Regions from separate parts of the Sus scrofa genome. Here all the other regions are linked to region 2. A link is a contact called in public Hi-C and HiChIP or PLAC-seq data. All regions are on one chromosome and are shown on one strand. Each heading gives the region's core, a stretch centred on a gene start, on an enhancer-like site or on the middle of the called end of the contact. The rest is flanking DNA. Distances are from core to core; before and after follow the strand shown.

Region 1 (3,955 bases), core at 65-2,564, 150 kb after region 2:
GGGGGGTGGGGGGTGGAAATTGCCTGTTCCGCTGCTGACCTGATTGAAATTCAGGCCTTTGCTTGATTGGAAATATTATCAATATGCTTTCTGGTTTGTAGTAACCTGCATTAACAGCTCAAATGGAAAAATACTTTCCAGTAAAACTCCTGAAATGACCGGGTTAGAATCTGTTGCTTTTTTTTTTTTTTTTAATTGAGGGAAACTAGGTAATCACTGATGTCACCACTACTCCTTTTCCTCATATATTTTGAGGAAAAATGTAAAAATGTTAGAGTTTTGTTGTTGTTTTTAAGGATGGGCCAAAAAAGTTTTTCTGTAAATTGATGGTAGATTAGAGAGGTGATTTCTAGAACTGCCGAAAATGATGAAATTAACCTGGCACTTAAATCATGCCAGTTGAGCCAACAAAGTTTAGCATATTGGTGACTTTTTTTTTCCACACTGTACTCTGTTTTAAATAGCATTAAAGAGCAGTAACTATTTCTGATAGAGGTCATCTTAAAGTGCTCAGTGAGAGTAGCCTGTGTTGTTGCTGTTGTTGTATAAATAAGAAAGGAATTTAGAGAATTATTTCTTAGCGAACGAGTGGCAGATGCTTTCTTCAGCAGCTGTCGTTCTAGAGGGGAAGTAGCTTGGTTCAGCGACGAGGCACGTTGGTGGTTATTTATTTCAACCCCTGTGTCGGGTTAGTTTCCCTCCGCGCGCACAAGCACACTCTGGCGAAGCCGACTCTTGGAAAGAAAGGGGGCGGGGGGAATCAAAGAGGCTGAGGCTTGGTTAAACCAGGGACGTGAAGCGAAAGTTCTCCCGCAAAGGCCGTTTTCGAGGAAGTTCTCCTGTGCTGTCTTTGAGCCCCGCATCCCCTTCCGATTCTAAACAGTTGCTCCAAGCAGTCAGGGCGTGCGCCGGGCGCGCCGGTTCCCCTGCTTTGCCGCTCGGGTTGTTCTGAAAGGCTGGGACAACTCTTTGTCAGTTTCCAAGAGGAAACAAACACGCCACCCCACCAAAAAGCCCCGACCCGGCAGCCCCGGCTGGAGGGAGAGATGCGCGCCGCGCCCGGCTTCCCAGACGTCAGCCAGAGGCGGGTCAAAGGGTTAACAGCAATTAAGCAGAGTTGCTCCCGAAACAAAAGCAGGGTCTCCGCCGAGCGCGATTTCACCTGCCGCGCGGAGGGGGCCGGGGGCGCGGGCGCGGGGCGCGGGCCGCGGAGCCCATTGTGTGGGGCGCGGCGCGGCGCGGCGCGGGGTGTTTAGAGGCGGGTTGTGATTGGTGGAGCAGGGCGGGGCGGGTGGGCGCGGCGCGGTGCGTCTTGTCAGCCCGCGAGCCGGAGCGCCCCTGCGCGCGTGCAGTCCGCCTGCACGCCGAGGCCGCCGGACCCCACGCCCGGCCCGCGCGGGCGCCCCGAGCCGGCTCCCCGCGCCTGGCGGCTACATGGAGAGTGTCAGGTTGGTCCCCATGATTGATCTTTGCCGTTCTGCTCTCCTTCCCCGGGCTCCGCGGTGCCAGCTTCCTGGGGCCTCGCTGGGGAAGGCAGGAGCGCCCGAGGGTTTCTAAGTTGAGTCTTTCGGAAAAAATAATAATAACAATCGCTGTTTACCAACTTGGGTGGGAGTTGTGCTCTGGAAGTGGAGGCGGGGGAGGGGGTGGAGGGGTGGGAAGAAGCAGCTCCAGGCCTGTGGGTCCTGGAAGAGAGAGATTTTACCCCCCTTTCTCTCTCGCTCTCCCTTTTTTTAAATGTTCATGGGTGGGGTGTAGTTGAGAGTTGGAGGAAGTCCTGCTTGTGTTTTGCTCTCGCGCTCTCGCTCGTTCTCTTTTTCTCGTTCGCGATTCTTTTTCTGCCGGTCTGGCCTTCAGGCAGCCACTTTGGTAAAGCCCTCGCCATCACTCCATTCGGGGGACGTATCTGGGGTGTGATTTATGTCACTTTTCAGAGCGTGTGAAATATACAAGGAGCCTTCCGTCTCAGCGTAACCCGGGTGGATGTTTCTTTGCTTCTGATAGTTTGTTTCTATATCTGTCTAGGCTATTTTCAGCTTAGCTGTTCAAATTCAAGGAGTTCATACACAGTTAAGGGTGGAGGGAGACGAATAGAGCCCCGTACCAAGACGGCCAGACCGGCGGAAGGACACTTAGGCAGGTTGAGGAGCCTTAGCCTCTGTTGCAGTACTTTGCTGGTTAATTAAGTAGTGAGTGGGGTTTGGGTAGGACGCGAAGCCGACTGAGGAATTGCTACGGGGTACTCCCATCCGAACCGGCTCTGAATGTAGCTAACTCAACTGTCAGATCTGCCTGAAAGAGGGTCGGTCGTGGAAACAGACTTTCTCCCCCCACCACCCCCCTCAAGTGTCGTGATGGGAAGGAGGGGATCTTTAGGAAGTGGGTGGTAAAGTTTTAGAGCAAAGTACATATAGACTCTTCCTCTTTGGGATTAACTCCTTCAAGGCCTGCCGGTTAGGAGTGAAATATCTAATAATTTTATATTCTTGTCCACACAGACCAAATGTTCTAATCAAGCCAATTTAAAAATGCAAATCACCTAATTTCCATAGATTCCAACATTTTGAAAGTGACACATTTGGGGGAAAAATTAAGCCTGATAACAGGAAATGTGAATCATACTATCAATGACTAATCTGCTTAAGAAAAAAAAAATAAGTTACATTTATTTTATTAGGAAGTCAGTGTTAAAGAAGCCATTTTTTTTTAACTTTAAATCAAGTGTCCCTTTCTTTTTTTTTAAGAAGTGGCCTTTTTTCTTTTCTTTTTTCTTTTTTGCTTTTTGTTCATTTGTACTAGATTTTCCAAGAGGAATGTGCAGTCAAAGGTGGTTTATGTGGTAGTGTTCAAGCTAGCATGTCATTGTCAAAACCCTCAAACATGATCACATTAAGATTCTAGTTTAGGGTCTGTTGCTGTTTTTGTTGTTTAAAAGAACACAAAGCTTCCTTGAATGTTAAGACTCATCACTAAGTAACCCACATGAAGGCAGAAGCACGTAGTCTTAATTGATACCCTTCGCTTACACTGAAAAAGGTCTAGTTCTATTTTACATGATTCTTTATAGCTGCCTGACACATTTCAGTGAAAAGTGTGTAAAAATGAAACCAAAATACAGACTGCCTACCCAGAGACACTGGCTGACTTACTCTAGGATGTGATAGAGCTGAACTGAAAACGGATTGGGCTGACACTTGATAATCAAAGTTGATTTATTGTTCATTAGTACTGCATTAGCCCTTTCAGGCAAGACGGTTATTTGTGTAGTGGCCTGTCAAGAGCGGGACTGCGAGCACCTGTCATTTCTGAGGCATGAGATAAGCAACCAAATATTAAGATGATATAAATAAAAACACCCTGGACTAGGTAAAGGGCCATATGATCATAAATTTTGTCTTAAAAGAAAAAAAAAAACCTGTAGGTCCATAATAATATATAAGAAAAAATCTGAGAGCAATAATTTTCTTTTTTTCTTTTTTTTTTTTTTTTTACCCTAAGGATGACTTATAGCATGAAAGTAATGGGCTTTACGGTCTCTCATTTGCCACAGGAACTTTCTACCCATATGTGCAGCTCATTTGATAAAAAGTTCGTCAGTTAAGGAAATGAGCAAAATATGTCAATTTTTTTAATCTAAGTAATTCAAGGAAGACAGGCTCCCATTTGTGCTGTGTTTTTAAATAAACATATTTCATTAAATGAAACTCTCCGAAGCATGGGTTGATGATATGAAAATGTGATGCCATCATAGCTAAGCTATGATAATGTGGGATAATAATGTCAAGTGCATTTTCTGCAATGTGTTTCACTCTCGATTTTTTTTTTCCTTCCCTCCCTGGAAGGGAATGATCTCATGACATACAATAGAAAACAACGTAAGTGTCAAAAGAAAACAAAATTAGAGAACTTTTGTCTGCAGCCATAGAAACGTGGATTAACTCATATTTTTCCAGAG
Region 2 (4,268 bases), core at 208-2,707:
TTCCCCAAGACATAAGCTTGGACCACTCACTGGTGTGTTGGAAGAGGATTTTTAGATGGCTCATAAATCATTCACCGGTTCCCATTATTGTGAGTTGATGTTGCAGCAATTCCATTTTCAGTCTGTTTTGATCCTTCTGATACAGTCAAGAAGAAAGTCTCCATTTGGTGCGAGTGTGTCTTTAATCTCTCTTTCCCCATTGTAAGTTCATTATTTAACAAAGCAAGAACATGGCTTCCACCCAGAGCCTCTGTGGACACCAGGATCTAGCTAGAATTTGATTACATTCGTTGGGTTGTATTACCTTAATTAGAAAGTCTTTCTCTCTAAAGGGAAGCACACCGGTTTTCCATTTGAGGCAGTATTATAAAGTTTTCTCTGAAATAGATTTATGTTGGCCAAAAGTAAGTAATTTGTAAGAATAACATGGGAGATGTAGATGAAGATGGCAAAAATAATGAAGGTAGAAGTAAATGCTTGAGGTTTGGAAACTGGCTCAAGTGGTCACTATGGTAGCATGATCGCTCTAAGAATCTCAGGATTTCTAAGACCCAATCTTGGGTCTTCCCAGAGTTTCCTGGAGACTCTTTATTTTTGAAAATAGTTTATCAAACAGGTTGTATAAAAAATTCAGTCAGTGCCCTCTATCTTCCTCTTTGATGTATTTTTTTTTTCAATTTTTAAAGTTTTATTGAGGTATAGTTGATTTTTAATGTTATGGTAATTTCTTCTATACAACACAGTGATTCAGTTATGCATATACCCACATTCATTCACTTTCAGAGTCTTTTCCCACATAAATTATCACAGATTATTGGGTAGAGTTCCCCTGTGCTGTACAGCAGGTCCTATGTGGAATATTGGCCTCTTTCATTTATTTTAATTAATTTTTTAGTAAAGAAAGCTTCAAACATTTAGGTTCTGCGGGGAACAAAATAAGTAAAACAGACACGTGCAGGTAGAACTAAAGGTGGATTAGGGCAAGTTCCTCACCACAACTGGGATAGAGGAAAAAGGCATGTTATATCTCCCAGTCATGGGGAGGAACCCATAGAATCACCTTGCAGTTAAAAAGGGCCTCCATTTGGGTAATGGTTATGCGAGGCTTAGAAAACTCCAGGGCTCAGCTATTGGCCTTTACCAGGGAAATGGCTGCCACTCTTTGGATTATCATTTAGAATTGTAAACTAAAACCCCTTACCAGTCATTTGGTTCATTTCAGGCTCCAGGGATAGAAAATAAACATAAAGGTCAGGAGAACTCCTGGAAGAAACCAGAAGTGTGGAGAGTGGGTAACCAGCATTTTTCAGTGAAGATGGGGAACAGGGATGGGGGGATAGAGCAGGATTCTTTGATTTCATTTTTTTCTCTCTGTAGTTTTGCTGGGACATGGGATAAGGCCCTGCTCTGTGTCCTAGCCATCTCGGCCGCATGCGAAGAGCAGTGAGCATGGAATTTGAGAACGTTCCGTTCCCAAGGCATTTGAGGAAGAGTCTGTGTTAGTTGTTCCAGCAGCCAGACTTGCATCATCATTCAGGGTTTAGCAAGGCTGGCTTTCTTTCTCTGGGGCAGTGGAACAGTTTAATCCCCACAGGCTTTCTAGGGCAGAAAAGGGATTCATCTCAATGTCCGTTCCCTGTGTCTATAAGGTGCTAACAAGTCCTCAAGCCTGAGGAATTCTCTCCTCCTCAGGCACGGAACCCTCCGTAGAATTTTCGTCTCCAGACACTGTGGAGGCCTGAGGGGCTGTGTTGGTTTGGGGAAAGGAGAGAGTCAGCAGAGAGGCACTTAGGAAACAAACTATAGCACAACACAACCAAAACACACAAGAAAACCCTCTGCTATTTTGTGCCTTGGCAGTTGCAGAAGAAAGGCTAGATTTTTGAAGCAGAAGGTGGAATCAGGAGCAGCTAGAGAAGGTTAGGAAGTTTTTAATGGAAATGAGGGTGGGGGGAGAGGAGCTGGGAAGACCAGTAAAATTTTGGTTATACTTTTTAGACAGAGATGGGAATTCCAGTAATCTGATACTTACTAGTGTAATTGCCAGAATCCTCCGAGGTATATAGCCTTAGTTTTTTTTCTAATTTCATTTTCCTAGTTTCACATTTTGCTTTGGTATCCAGCAGTGTTGTGCTATACTTGGCAATGACACAATGCTAAATTTTTAAAAAATTAATTAACTGATTGTGAATGTAAGACAGAGATAAATTACCAAACTGTCGTTCGGTATGTTTTTGCTTATTACATTTTAAGTAATAGAGAAATGTTCTTCACCTGTATCAAATTTAAGTAGTTTAATGATGTTAAAGTATCTGTAAAATAGATTCAAAGAAATGTTTTGATTGCAAATGGTATTCCTAAATATAGAATCTATGATAAAGTTTGATAACGTTCTTAGGATAAACAGCATGCTGTTCTATATGTTAGGACACAAGAAAACACATTTTTGGAGAAAAAACCCTTCTTTGTAACACTTTGTTAGTGGACACATTGAACTTATTCATTATTGGCTTGGAAAACCAGGATTTCTTTGATAAGCTCACAACATGAACTCTTGAGTCCTTCTATGTAACATCAACTGATTAGGATATTATATATAATCTTTTTTAAGGGCAGAATCATCACCTAGTTTAGTTGGATTTTTGCAGCGTGGTTGGAAATGCTACAGATCTGTTTGTGGCTCTAGAATGCTAAAGTGTATCTTGGAACAAGAAACTCGGGGAGAAAGAAACATTAGCGTTTTCCTTCTAGATGAAAATATTTAAGATTGGAATCAGTGTTTGACCCATATATTTCATTGATAAGAGAAGATGAGCCCAGGAAATGAATGTGTGGTTATTCAAGCATGAAAATATTACAGTCTTTTCAATCTGTTGCTAGATCCAACCTATAGTAGTTGAAGCACTGTGGATGCTTATTTTTATCTGCAAGCCAGGAAATCAAAGGGCATTGACTGAACTCTGTTTGCTTCATTTGGGGTGGGGGGGTGACCTCGTTTTCCTACAGGGGGCCATGCTTCTTTGAGACTTTCGAAGTGGTGTCCCCAGGAAAGAGTTAACTGGATTTCACTTGATTCGCTCTGGCTTATATGATGATGAGTAATGCAAGGTTGGTAACGGCAAATTGTTGTTTATAAGCAAACATGGCATTGTGCACACAAGCAGGCCTGGTCTCCAACTGGTTTGATTTCATGGTGGTCAGCAGCTGATCTATGTAACATACAACCTTTCTGCCTCTCTAAATGTCAGAAGAATGACTGTTTGTTTATCTTGCCTTCTTTGCAGCTGTTTACTCTGTAATGCATTTACCTCGACCTTGATTCCCAGAGAGTGGCCCCTCTCTCCTCCCCAGTTGTGTTTACATTAGTCCTGCCCCTGGTGTCACCTATGAAATCTGTTGATTATTCCACCTGGTTAATGTTAAATTGCTCTTGTAAGATGATGTGTTTGTTCATAAACACAAATGCTGGGCGCCTTGTTTACTGTACCCATGGCAGCAATCGTTATTAAACAAATATTGCTTTGTTTGCGGGTGTGAGCAGCAGTTTATCCTGCAAGGTCTGTTTAAAAAACACACACATTAGAAAAAAAAAAAAAAAAAAAACTTAAATGCTAGAATTTTGATAAAGAAAGAAAAAGGGGAACTTGTCCCTGGAATGTGGTTGAAAGAGACTTAGGTTTGCTTTTCTTATCTTTTGCTTGGATGAAGGGGCTGGAGAGATTAGCGAGTTGTTTGGTTTTTCTAAGAGATTTCCTTAGTGTAATGATATCTATGCAGTTGTTTGCTCTTTTCAGAAGGGAGAGAGCTCTCCTGAAGGGCCACTAGCTCAGTAATAGAACATCAGATGGCTAGAAAACTTTGTCGAACAAACAAGGACTTAAAAGGTCTAGGAGAAAAAGTCTAGTGCTATGAACAAGGCAGTCACCTTCGAAAGGTACAATCCCTGCGTTTTGTATTTTGTGTGTGTTGTGTGTGGTCCTTGGGGGCTCCTTGTGGGTCCTCTCTGATGTGTGTGTGTGCTCTGTCTAGTTCGAAAAGGAAATACAAACTTTTCATTTGATACGTTCTCAGTAATTCCTCTGTGACGCTGGACAGCCTAACTGGGAGGAAAGCATACAATTAATAGGCAGTGATATATGTTAAAAAGCTAATGTTTTTATTTTGTCACACTTACCTGCCTCACTTTAAAATGTGCTTCTGCATTGTGTCATTTAGTGAAGTAAAGCCAACCTTGTGTCTCTTTATTCAGCTTGAGGGCAGGCGGTTGT
Region 3 (4,197 bases), core at 1,469-3,968, 170 kb before region 2:
TATTTTTGTAAATTAGGTTGTTCCTAGTTAAACAGGTGGCTTTAAAGGCTGGTTTCACTGTTGTTTTAATCATAGTTTAGTTACCATGGAGAAATATGCAAGTTAGCATTTATACACAGAAGTGAAATTTATGCTGCATAGATAATAGCCTAAATTTAGCTTGACTTAAGTTTACCACTTCCTTTTTTTTTTCGACCAGAAAGAATAATAATATATCACATATATCCATTAACAAGTTAATTTCTTTAAACGCCACTGTTATATTTTTAGAGAATTTCTTTTCTTCAGCCTTCACGGACCCTTCTGTCAGTGTGCCTCCTTTCCGTCCTGAGCCTAATAGCACATGTTACATTTGATTTGCTCTAATTGTGTCACCATTAGGTAAAATAAAGGGCCCTGCCGAGTTTAAACTCGGTCATGTGGTGGAACACTAATGTTTGGACACATCGCCTCTCCTTGGGTTTTGCCAAGGACTGTTATTTTATACTGAAAATCTTCAGCCAATGTACAGGCATGGTGGGACCGACCTGATTTCAGAACCCAGCAATAGTTTTGATGACCATTTGGCTATATTTTTCAAGACACATCTCCATCATGTACTGTTTTGATCTTAATGTCCTCTCAGCTGGGTGATAGATCTGCCTGCCCCCACCGTACCGAATTAAGAGGTTCATGTGCATGGAATCCATCACCCGGTAGCTGCCTTCCTGCCATTTGCTCTCTCCGGTACCTCAGAGCGGAGGCTGAGTTTTCAAGGACAAATGTAGTAAAAGTGTCCTCATCCAACATGAGGTCCCCCAGCACGGGGAGAGAGCAGCAGATCCCTTTCAACACCAGCTGTTCTCACAGATATAGATTGCTGCAGTGAAATTTTCTTAATATAATTCAGGAAGCTCTAGAGAATTCTCCAAAACAACTGTGCCAACAAGGAAAATGTTGAATTTTTCATCAGCTGCCCAATGCTGAGAGTTAGTGGGCAATCCGTTCATTCATGACCAGATGTTCAGTGTGGTAACACTCCGCAGTTAACTTGAACCCTGTGGCCTGTTTACCATTGGCTACAAGGACATTGGCAGCAAGCTGGCATTGGAGAATTGAGGCCCATACAAGCAAAAGGCCGAAGTGTGTGTGTCTGTGGCTTCCTGGTTTTCACCAGCAACCAGACAAGGTAGGGAGCGATGAAAGAAGGGAATGCCATCGCATCAATCATCCTGGAGACACAGAGAATTTACTGTAGGATTGTGTCTTGGGGGAACACTTGGCAAATTCTTACACTCCCTTTCACTGTGGAAGAAAGGCGGTCTTTGTTTAGTTGGATAGATTATTTTTTTTCAACCTGTGTCTAAACCATCAGACTTTTTGTGGCGGGGGCAGTAGGTGTGGGTGGTTAGGACAGTAAGAAAAAGGTTTCTAATTTTAAACTAGAGGAAGTCAGTCAATAAAGTTGACTCTTAATATTGAAACTTTACTAGGTCCAATCTGGAATTGGAAATATGTGATATTTTTTGCCCTGGGTAAACTTTATATTTTTTTAGGTGGGGAATATTTAGATCTTCCATTCATGCAGATTCACCATTTCCTTTATATACATGTTTTGAGCTCATGACATTTTTGTGAGCTGTTTTTTTTTTTTTTTTTTTTTTTTTTAAGTCACAGTTTTGGAGGAAGGAGGGGGGCTTGGAGAAAGTAGGGGTTTTTGAAGAAACCATATCATTTTCCACTTTGAAAAAGATTCTTCCTTAAAATGATGAACTGTGTTTGATTCTGGAAGTGAGCATGCCAGGCACGGGGAGGCAGAATTTCATAACATATAGTTTGTCTCAGATGGAAGACTTTTCTTCCCACCTCCATGGCGCTGCAGGGTAAATTTCTTTTTTTTTGTAGTAAAATATGCATAACATGAAATTGACCATTTTAACCGACTGTGTGATCATTTTAAACATTACTTCAAAGCTGTATGAGCAAAGGGAAGAAACAGATTTTCTTATTTGACCATTTTTACTTTGGGTCTCAAATAGTGCCATCCCAACAATTAGCTGGCCTTCGTTTATTTGAAACCAGAATAGAAAGTCCTCGTGGTACAAACCTTTGCTTTTTGGAGACTTGGGCTGTTTCTCTTCCTATAGAATTCCTCACCCCCGCCTGCCACATCCTTAGCGACACCCATCCGTGGGGGCAGAAAGGGAACTTGAAGGGCCTTTGGGGCAGCAAAGCCCTTGCCATCATGATGTTTGCTTTGGCAGAGCTTTCTGCCTTTGGTTTACAAGGTTGCAGTAAACACTTCCTTTGCATTTCCTGCTTACAGAGCAAGTGGCTTACATGTTGCACCGAGAGAGGGAAATTTCTCATTGCTCTGTTGAAACCTGCGTCTCACCGACCCTTGGAATCACACGGAAGGAGCCTGTGTTTCATTTGTCTGAGTGATCTTCCCCCCCTCCACCTTCCCTTTCCGAAAAGTCCCTTGGCTTGTTGACTTGGAAAAAGCAGGTTTTGAATTACATACAGCAGGTACTGAAGTCGGGCTGCTGGACGCGCTGTTTTCTGGGATGCTGACTTGCTGATAGAAAAGCGAGAACCAGTTTACAGTAGCTCTGACACCACTGTTACCTTTCTCCAGTCCTCTCCAGCTGCTCCCAGCCCTTCGGATGCCTTCGCCGTGCACACAGTTTGTTCTTGGGTGTGAAAGCAAACAGTATTTGAGTTGGCAGCAACTTCTCTTTCAGTGGAGTTTGCTGCCTCGGCAAGAAACCGCAGCGTGAGCTTTCTGCTGCTGAAGGTTTCCACTGGCAGGATGGCCTTTTCCCACATTTCCTTGGTTTAAGGAAACAGATTTTTTTGAACTTTTTTTTTTTTTAAAGACAAAATGCCAACATTTAACAGCTGGAGTTAGTATATAATTTATGGTTTTCACTTTACGTTCTTGTGGATGTAGAAAAATTAAAAATCCATAATTATTGTTAAATTATGCAAGGTTTTGCAAAAAGAGTGATTAAAAATAGACCCTCTGTTATGAGGAATTCAAGAAAGTCATTGTTACCCAAACAGGTATTCTCAATTATTCTATCTTTAATGGTTTTTAATTGTTATAATTTACTCATATTCTATTACATCTCTCAGAGGAGATGTTTCTGAAAGCTCTTTGTTTTTCTTTTGAGGAACAAGTAGGATTTTGTTCATTTGAACCTCTTCAGCTTTTTTTCCCCCCAAATCTTATTTTTTATTTTTTTATATGTCAGCGTGTTTAATCCCCACTTGAGGCAACGCTTCTTGTCACAGTGGTTTTCTCTGGAGAATCTTAACTCTGAGAGCAAAGCAGACTCAGACCTGCTCCCTGCCAAGGTGATAGTCTTGGTGCAGGAAGACCTGCACGCCTCTTGTGGAAGTGACCCACGTCTTTTTTATGCCACAGACTCTCCCTTTGAGGCGAGCTTCAGTTTTCGCACATTCCCTTTTGGAGATGTTTACGTCCACACCTTACAGATTTAGCATATAGATTCCTCATTGGCTGGAGGCCTTGCTAAATTGGTAACATATCAGAATCAGGAATCAAATGCAGGCAACCAATTAAAAAAGTGACTGCATGTTACCTCCAGACAGGTAGTAGTTCTGAGACTGGTGGGTTTTGCTGTTGGTTTTTTGTGTTTTGTTTTGTTTTTTTTTTTTTTTTCTTCTGTTGATAGAGGCAAAGATTCTGAGAAGTTTTATCAACATCCCCAAAAGCCACAGCTTTAATTAAAAAGTGGCTCTAACATGTTTGTTTTCCTGATTTCTCAGAAAATAAAATAGGAAGTGAAAAGGCTGTTCTCCTTGGTACAGTGTGTTGCTCTAAAGATGGTTCGATCTGCATGTTAGATTTAGGGTCAGAACATTAGCTGTGATGAATAACAGGGGACAAAATTTTTCTTTTCTTTTCAAGGATAGTGGCAGTTAATCATTTTTATCTGCCCGCCTTGTAGACTTGATTAGATTTATTATGTATGCCACGTGTTTATGGCATTTTTATTATATGTTGTTAATTTGTTGTAACTGCCACCACATTTTTTTTCCCCTTCTTGCCTTTTCTCCCTAGAGGACCCTTCAAAGCATCTAAGTGTCAACTGTTACCTTGTGCTTCGGGAAACTTTAATTTTTAATTTTAATAAAGGCGTATACCTTTACCAGTTAAGAAAAAATAAAAGTGTTACAATGTATCTTCTT

What was found. A called contact is a pair of places that touch in the nucleus more often than the background predicts. HiChIP or PLAC-seq counts read pairs in DNA pulled down with a chosen protein or histone mark.
Region 1: an H3K27ac HiChIP or PLAC-seq map of skeletal muscle shows a contact between it and region 2. The contact joins two enhancer-like sites. A contact is called at or near these places in 2 of 47 Hi-C or Micro-C datasets (liver and skeletal muscle) and 2 of 2 datasets of contacts at active chromatin or transcription factors (alveolar macrophages and skeletal muscle).
Region 3: a contact with region 2 is called in a Hi-C map of liver, with 1.9 times the contacts expected there. The contact joins two enhancer-like sites. A contact is called at or near these places in 1 of 47 Hi-C or Micro-C datasets (liver) and 1 of 2 datasets of contacts at active chromatin or transcription factors (alveolar macrophages).

What each region holds. Positions count from the first base shown.
Region 1 is chr13:52,454,555-52,458,509 of Sscrofa11.1, reverse strand. The region is part of intron 7 of FOXP1 (forkhead box protein P1); the gene reads left to right. Among named protein-coding and RNA genes, the nearest start is that of FOXP1, 520 kb to the left of the region's middle. Within about 2 kb of position 1,314, at least 67 of the 83 cell types and tissues checked have an H3K27ac peak or open chromatin away from gene starts, as enhancers often do. A contact at or near this core is called in alveolar macrophages, liver and skeletal muscle, where this site is marked.
Region 2 is chr13:52,601,355-52,605,622 of Sscrofa11.1, reverse strand. All of the region lies in intron 5 of FOXP1 (forkhead box protein P1), which reads left to right. Among named protein-coding and RNA genes, the nearest start is that of FOXP1, 370 kb to the left of the region's middle. Within about 2 kb of position 1,457, at least 15 of the 83 cell types and tissues checked have an H3K27ac peak or open chromatin away from gene starts, as enhancers often do. A contact at or near this core is called in alveolar macrophages, liver and skeletal muscle, where this site is marked.
Region 3 is chr13:52,776,587-52,780,783 of Sscrofa11.1, reverse strand. All of the region lies in intron 3 of FOXP1 (forkhead box protein P1), which reads left to right. Among named protein-coding and RNA genes, the nearest start is that of FOXP1, 200 kb to the left of the region's middle. Within about 2 kb of position 2,718, at least 31 of the 83 cell types and tissues checked have an H3K27ac peak or open chromatin away from gene starts, as enhancers often do. A contact at or near this core is called in alveolar macrophages and liver, where this site is marked.